2 separate regions of the Sus scrofa genome follow, and region 2 is linked to region 1. The links are chromatin contacts, called in public promoter capture Hi-C maps. All regions are on one chromosome and are shown on one strand. The core of a region is the stretch at or near the end of the contact, and the rest is flanking DNA. Distances in the headings are between cores, read along the strand shown. Region 1 overlaps SMAD6 (mothers against decapentaplegic homolog 6). Region 2 overlaps SKOR1 (SKI family transcriptional corepressor 1).

Region 1 (3,654 bases), core at 445-2,944:
GCTTGAGCTCCACGGCGTGCTGCAGGTCGGGCCAGCGGAAGAGGCGGCCGAGCAGCAGCTGCGGCGGCGCGGGCTGGCCGCCCAGGCGGAGGTCTGCGCGCGGCACCAGCACGCAGCCGCCCGGCACGCCGCCGCGGGACTCCACCGCCTCCAGCAGCGTGTCCAGCGAGCGCTCCTTGAGCCGCTTCAGCAGCGAGTACGTGACCGTCTTGAGTTCCTGCTCGAGAAGCAGCAGCCGCGAGCGGGCTTCACGACTCCGCCCGCTGCCCGCCGCCTCCAGGGCCGCCCCGGCCAGGGGGTCGCCGGCGTCCCGGGGCGCGCCAGCAGCGTCCCGCTCCGTGAAGAGGCAGCAGGTCACCGTCTCGCAGTCACTTTCAGGCAGCCAGCCCCGGCCTCCTGGTTCCGAAACGTCCAGCGGGGAGCCCCCAGCTCCGGCCCCCGGCTCCGACATGGGCCTCGGGGGGCCCCCTGCGCGCCGGCGCCTCCCCGCGCCCTGGGCGCCTCGCTGTCCCACCGCGTCCCGGGGCCGCCGCAGGGCTACCGGGCGGACTTCGGGGCGGCTGCAGCCTCCGCCTTCTCGTGGCCTCGGGGCCGGCTCAGCTCTGCTGCCCTCGCTCCCATCCTCGTCGCCGCCGCCGCCGCTGCCGCCGCCTTCCTCCCGGTCGGGGACCACACGACTTCGCCAAAGTCGCCGCACCAGCCCCGAGCGTTTGGACCTGAACATACGATATCCTTTGGCGCCAGGGGTGGGGGGGAGGCGGTCTCCGGTTACCGGGGTTCAGTTCCCTCAGCGAGGCGCCGGCTGCGCGAGCCGCAGCCCCACATGAAGCTCTGCCGCCGGGCGCCGTGCAGACCGCGCACAGCCTGTCGTCGAAGGGGCGCCGCAGGGCTGCAACATGAGGGAGCTCGCCGGGGCGGGACGGCGGGGAACGCGCGCACGCCGAGCCGCAGTCCGCGCCTGACCCGCGGCTACATGGACCCCGGCGGCGGGGCGGCTCAGCAACTCCAGCCCCGGCGCTTTACAGGGACTGCAGGCGGCGCACCGCCAGAAGGACCCCGCATGGGCCGGCAAGCCTTCAAAAGTTGCGCGGCTGGTCCATGAGCACAAAGCGCTCGCGCCGAACCCCCCAAATGTGTCTGGGAAGCCCTGCTTTTAAAACCCAAGAGCTTCACTACATGGGCTTTTCCTGCAGGATCCGAAAGGCAGGCTTGTTGATACCCTCGGCTTCCTTCTTACTCCCTGCAAAAGGGGGGGGGGAGGGAAAGAAAGAAAAAGAAACCCCAAACAAAACCAAAATCCCTGGAATTGCATGCACGAAAGGCCAACTCCGTCTCAGGTCCCGGGCGCTAGATGCACTTGGAGCGAATTTCTCCTGAACGCGGGTGTCAACACATGAGTGGAAACTGTAAAAATCCCAAAGAGCTGCTGGGAATCCTTAATTAAAAATGCAATCCACCGAGGAAGAGGTCGCAGCCCGCCCCACGCTGCGCTGGGACGCCCGGGACGTTGCGGCTGCAGAGGTCGCCCCCCTCCCCCCTCCACAAAAAGTGCCTCCCGGTGGCCCCGCGGTCCCAGCGAGGTCTGGCGAGGCAGCGCCCGGCGGCTCTTTCTCTCGGCTCGGCTCCCTCGCTCGCTCCCCAGATCGGCTCTCTCTCTTTTTTGTTCTCCTCAAACGCACACTGAGGGCCCCCGGAGGAGCGCCGCGGAGTCATTGGCTGCCTCCCATCATATGCCAGTCTAGACACTTTGGCGGCTCCGCGGCGCTGATTGTTGCGCAAACAAGGTTTCAAGTTTCTTAACTCTTAAAGGAGAACACGTCCCTTTGCAGGGCCGGAGGCTCTGAGGGGCCGGCTCCCAGGGCGGGCCGAGCCCTGGCCCCCGCCCCGAGCTCGCCCCCGCGCCCCCCTCCGGCCCCGGTCCTGACAGCGCCCACGGCCAGCTCTCTGGCTCGCGTGCGCCTCGGGCACGCATGCGAGCGAACAACACACACACACATACACACGGTTACACAAACCACTGCGGGCGGTGCGAGGGCTCGGCGAACCCACAGAGACTTGGATGCAAACGGGGCGCTTTGCCTTTCCTCGGCTTGTGCACAAACTTATACATTGCACTTTAGAGTTGTTACATACCCCCAGCCCAGAGAAGGCTTATAAAAATGGGTGTGCGTGTGTGCGTTCGTGGCTTGCATCTCTTGGGGTGCAAAGGGGGCTGCTGATTTGTGCAATAGCGGGATCTTCCGTGAGAGGACGCGGTTTACACACCCCCTGCGCAGTCAGGGGTTTTCCGCTGGGCCGACCGCGGAGCGTGGGACGCCTCCCGCATGGGGGCTCCAGGCTTGCAGGAACAGGGAGTTAGAGAGGGTGGGGTAGAGGCAGGAGATGTCTTCTCTCGGCTCTTCTTAGTCGCCAAGTCTCTTCCTCAGAGCTAGGCGGGCCTCCAGTGTCCCGGGCCCCCTCGAGGCTGAGTGATTCTTCCACCCCTTTCCCTTCCCCAGTTTATTCTCTGCACAGCGAAGAGGAATATAGGTAGTAGGGCTCGTGATTTCCCCAACAACGTTTCACCATGGGAATGGGGGTGGGTTGGGGGAACCGCTTCCCCCCCCCCCCCCCGATCCAGGATGAGCCGGTGGGGGCGCAGCAGCAGGCCTCCCGGCGCGGGAAGGGTTAAGGCCGCTCTTGCCCCTGGAGCCGGCGCGGCGGGGTACCTCCTCGGGCGCGCTAGCTCGTCCGAGGGTGGCAAAAGTTCAAGCTTGTAAAGTCGGGATTGGCCCCGAGCGGAGGGAAAAAAGACCTGGTTCCCCCTCCCCCCTCGGGCGCGGCGCCGATTGGCCGGGCCACGGGGCGGGCACCGCCCTCTCCCTGGCGCAAGTCGGCCCCGCCCCGGGCCTGGCGCCCCGCCCCTTTCCGGGCAAGAGCCCGGCCCTGCTCTGAATGAAAGAAATTCCGCTACTCTCATTGGCCCGGGGCTGGGCGCCATTCCCCAGCGAGGGCAGAGGGGGCGCCTGCGCGCGCGCCTCCCTCGGGGGTTCCCACGTGTGGGGCTGGCCTTGTGAGCGTGCGGTGGTGTGAGTCCCCGAGTGGGCCCGAGTTGTGTGTGCCCTGGGGGAAGGGCGGTGTTTGTAGGAAGGACTCAGAACCTTTTGCCGAACTTCACCTGGAGCCAGGCACTGTTCGCTCCGCACCCTCTGGGAGAGGCGGTTACTCTGGAGAACTGAGGGCAGGACTTAGAATCTTCCCCACCCTCATCCCCTTCTACTTCGGCCTAATGAAAACAGCTGTCTTGACCTCAGTTTCTTGTTTGATAAATGGGGTTGTTGATGCCTGCCCTGCTTTCTTCACAGAACCATGAAGATTCTACAAGACAGTGCATTTTAAGTTCACAAATCGCAAGTAAACAGGGTGAATTTTCACAAGTGAACAAAACACCTGTGTAAGCAACACCTAAAGGACAACTAAAGAATAAAGGATCTTGTACCCCCTTTTCGATCACTTCTTGCCCCTGGGGAAATTAATGTAAGGAGAAACTCAATGTAATGTAGTTTTTTAATAGCTTGTTTTAATTAGGGTATCTGCTGGTTTGACCATGGATTGCAATAACTTGTGTTTACTATGGGCAAGGCCATGTTTCAAGCATTACAAAGATTTTAGTCA
Region 2 (3,654 bases), core at 595-3,094, 1.1 Mb before region 1:
AGCCTTTGGTAACTCAAACCCAAAGAACAGAAAACCTCTAGGTGAAAACAGTGCCCATAGTAGCTCAGAAAGGTGGTGGGGGGGACCTAAGAAAAAATTCACAGTAGCTAAGAAACAGTTCCTGTAGTAACTTTAAAAAAAAAAAAAAAAAAAGCAACTGTCTCTTCCCCACAACTCACCTTCCTCCTCCCTGGGCTTCCAGGGCTCAGGGGCAGGTGTCAGGTCCCAGACCCTAGGTCCACAACTGCCCCTGTGGACTGTTCCTGGGATCTCCTATGCCCCAAGGATGACCAGCATGCTCTACTCTTCTAATAAAGAAAACAAAAAATAGTGTTGAACGTTAACAGCTTGCTAATTTTAGCCTTGAAAAAGTCCTTCATTTACCTAGTTACAAAAAAACCACAGCAGGTTAAAGCTGACAGAAATAGTTAGACATCATCTCTAGGACACTTTCCTCACTTTGCAGAAGATAAAACAGGACCAGAGAGGTCCAAGGAGTTGGCCAAGGTCACAAAGACAGGCACAGGGAGGAATGGGAACTAAAATCCAGATCTCTCTTCTCTGTTCCACAAGTGCTCAATTAGAAAAAAACAAACGGAACAAACAAAACCCCACCTCTGGCTCAAAATAACACATGCTCATGTAGCCAGAAGCCAGGAACAACCTGGTGCATCTCCTGCTGGTTTCTGCAGTAAGGCATTTATGAACCCATGAGATGTACCTGTCCCTGTGACACGTGTGCACATCAACTGTGTCGAAAAGGCTCTCCTTCTAAATAAATGAATAAAAACATGGATGCTAATTGAAGATTAGCATCATCTCCCATCATTGCTAATACGCTTTTTAGTTATTTGCAATTCCCTTTTGTAAATCTGAGAGAAACATCATTGCCCAAATTAGCTCTTTTCGCTCAATAAAGGCCATATTAGCATTCTGAGGTTTGTGTTTGCTTGCTGCTTATTTAGAGAGAGGTCAAATGAGAAGTTGGGCTGCCTGCACCTGATTTCCATTTCACTGAAAAGGGGGAAGGAGTTGGTCCTCCAGATTCCCCAAAGGCCAGGCCAGGTGCTCCCTGGCTGGGGCTGAGTCAGGTTCACAGTGAAGAGCCAGCGCTCAGCCTAGACCACCCCTGAAGGACTAGCCCAGATGGGTGAAACTGACTCAGGTGGCCCCAAGGTCTTCCTCTGACAGGTACTATCTGTCCTGTCCTCTGAGGGCTGCATCCCCACCATCAAGCCACAGCTCGACTGTCCCCTCCCTCCTGTCCACCCACTGAAGTGGCAGGCCTTCATTCCCCAGCCACGGCTCTGTCCCAAATGTTCCTTCCAAGCTGTCTCAAGACCGAGAATGCTCTCCCCTTGCTGGAACAGAAGCAGCTCCATGACCACAGCAACCCTAATCACTCGATCACCCCTGCAACCTCAGCGCTCACGTCATAGGACCTTGATATTTGGTGAAAAAATGAAAGCAGGAAGTAAAGTCTGAACTGTTAAGGTCTTGGGAATATTGTTTAAGAAAAAGGCAGGCTACACTCTTGGCCCCCATCTTTTCTCTCTTGAATCCCACCGTGAAAGCAGACTTGCACCCATATCACGACTTCTTTCACCACTGGCAGGATCATTTTAGCCTTAATAATTTAACCAACTAGAGCCTCAGTTTTCTAACCTTCAAACTGGGGGGCGCGGAGGGGGTTGGGGGAGGAAACCGATTAGGTTAAGTGCCTGCCCCGGGACTAGATTAAAGAGTGGTGACATTTCCCAAAGCGCCACGACTCCCAAGTCACTCTAAGCAAAGCCAGGAACCCAGAGTGGACACCCTCCCTCTTCCCCTTGGCCTCCAGCGCGGGGTGGGTCAATAGGCAACCCCCCACCGAGGAAGCAGCGGGACACCGGCGCCCGGAGCCGCAGCCCTAGGCCGCCCCGCCCAGCCTCTTCCGGTTCGCGGTCGGTGGCTCCAGACCTCGCGGTGGTTATGGGTCCTAGCCTGACCATCGGTTCGCAAACGTTTCGGGGGCACGGACTCCACTTCTGTGGGGCCCTCATTGGCACCACGGTCCCAGGCCCTCAAAAACCACTCGCGCAGTGCACACGCTTCTCCGCGTAGTTCCGGGTACAATACGCCGCCGCATCCCCCTCCGCCACGCGCCAGGAGGACTCCAGGGACAACCGCTGGGCTCGCAGACCCGCAATAGTGAGAGAAGCGCTAGGGGAACGAGCACCACGTGACCGAGCGTGACAGTAAGGCGCGCGGAGGTCGGGCGGGCAGAGGGCCAATTTCCCATGGTCCCTTCATTTGCATATAATATGTAAGAAGGTTAAAGAGACAATTCTACTTAACTCTCCCAAAATCACAAAGATATGATGACAGTATGTGTGACATAGAAGGTCATAAATCCTCGAATACTTTTAAATTGAAAAAAATTACTCTTCTATAGTCACCATAATCAAAAAAGTTTTTATGTTCTTGGCTTTATATACCCTCTGAGAAGACCCAGCCGTCGTGCTCGCTTCGGCAGCACATATACTAAAATTGGAACGATACAGAGAAGATTAGCATGGCCCCTGCGCAAGGATGACACGCAAATTCGTGAAGCGTTCCATATTTTTGTCCTAGGGTTTACCTGGTTGTAGAGTTTGTACCTCGATGTAATCTTTTCACATACAGGTATTACTTTTTGACACAAAGGAAACTATAGTCACCGGACATGGAGTAAAAGTGTGGGCAGTCAGATTCATCAGTTTGTCGTGCTATTTACATCTAGCCCTTGGGCCCCAGTCTTCAGTCTCTCAAATCTTGCCTCTGCTTCCCTTTGCACTATCCTGGGTTCTACTCTACCTTACACTTAAGGAAAAGGTCTCACTAAAGTTGATCCGTTTCACGTCCAAAACAAAACAGAATCTTACTGCTACCATAAGCATAAGTTATACTATACCAGGGACTTGGAGCAATGCTGACCCCTCATGCTGCCTCTGAATTTAAAATAATAATACCTGCACACTCCTTACTGAGCATCAACCATGTGCCAGGGCCTTCACGGATTTCTCTTTTTAATAATCCTGACAGCCCTGCCTTGTGGGTGTTACTGACACCAGGTCACAGGAGTAGAGCCACCTGGGCATGATCATGTAATTAGTAAACAGCCAAAGCAAGGCCTGAAAAGACCTTTAGAGGCAAAGACCCTGAGAAGACAGGGATCCTGTCCCCAGGTAATTCAGTTGCAAAAAAGCACAGTCCTGATGGGTAAGATGGGGGGCGGGGGAGGGGGGCAAAGGAAGTTCAGATTTCCTGTGATGTTTGTCAGTGATTTTTGAGATAGCAATTTCTTTCCAATAGAAAAATATTGGTGCATGTGCTTTGCTGGTGCCTGAGCATGCAGGTAGTCCAAGTCTCTACACCCTCTGGGAGCCCAGTCGGTTGCCTCGCCAACCCACTCCCAGGCTCTGTGGTCACCTCAGTCAAGGCAGATGCAGGATCACAGAGCCCCAGAGCCTCCCCAGGGCAGCAGTGTGTCCCCTTCCTGTGGGTGCTCAGAGCTGTGGAACAGTGTTCCATCAGGATCTATTTCTGATGTCTTCAGTAGAGGTGAAATGATCCTTTCCAGGTAACAGCCAAGAACAGGGATCTATGACACCTCTTTGATTTTTTCCTTTCTTT

What was found. Promoter capture Hi-C pulls out the DNA fragments that hold promoters and counts their contacts.
Region 2: a promoter capture Hi-C map of liver shows a contact between it and region 1, with 6 times the contacts expected there. The contact joins two enhancer-like sites. A contact is called at or near these places in 1 of 5 promoter capture datasets (liver) and 1 of 47 Hi-C or Micro-C datasets (heart right ventricle).

Annotation. Positions count from the first base shown.
Region 1 is chr1:164,654,156-164,657,809 of Sscrofa11.1, reverse strand. It overlaps SMAD6 (mothers against decapentaplegic homolog 6), which reads right to left. Exons shown (of 4, transcript XM_003480446.4): 1 at 1-3,654. The coding sequence starts at 724. Among named protein-coding and RNA genes, the nearest start is that of SMAD6, 3.4 kb to the right of the region's middle. Within about 2 kb of position 1,694, at least 61 of the 83 cell types and tissues checked have an H3K27ac peak or open chromatin away from gene starts, as enhancers often do. A contact at or near this core is called in liver, where this site is marked.
Region 2 is chr1:165,765,936-165,769,589 of Sscrofa11.1, reverse strand. It overlaps SKOR1 (SKI family transcriptional corepressor 1), which reads right to left. Exons shown (of 9, transcript XM_021100496.1): 9 at 3,363-3,654. LOC106509076 (a long non-coding RNA gene) reads left to right here. Exons shown (of 2, transcript XR_001306316.2): 2 at 1-153. Among named protein-coding and RNA genes, the nearest start is that of SKOR1, 14 kb to the right of the region's middle. Within about 2 kb of position 1,844, at least 81 of the 83 cell types and tissues checked have an H3K27ac peak or open chromatin away from gene starts, as enhancers often do. A contact at or near this core is called in liver, where this site is marked.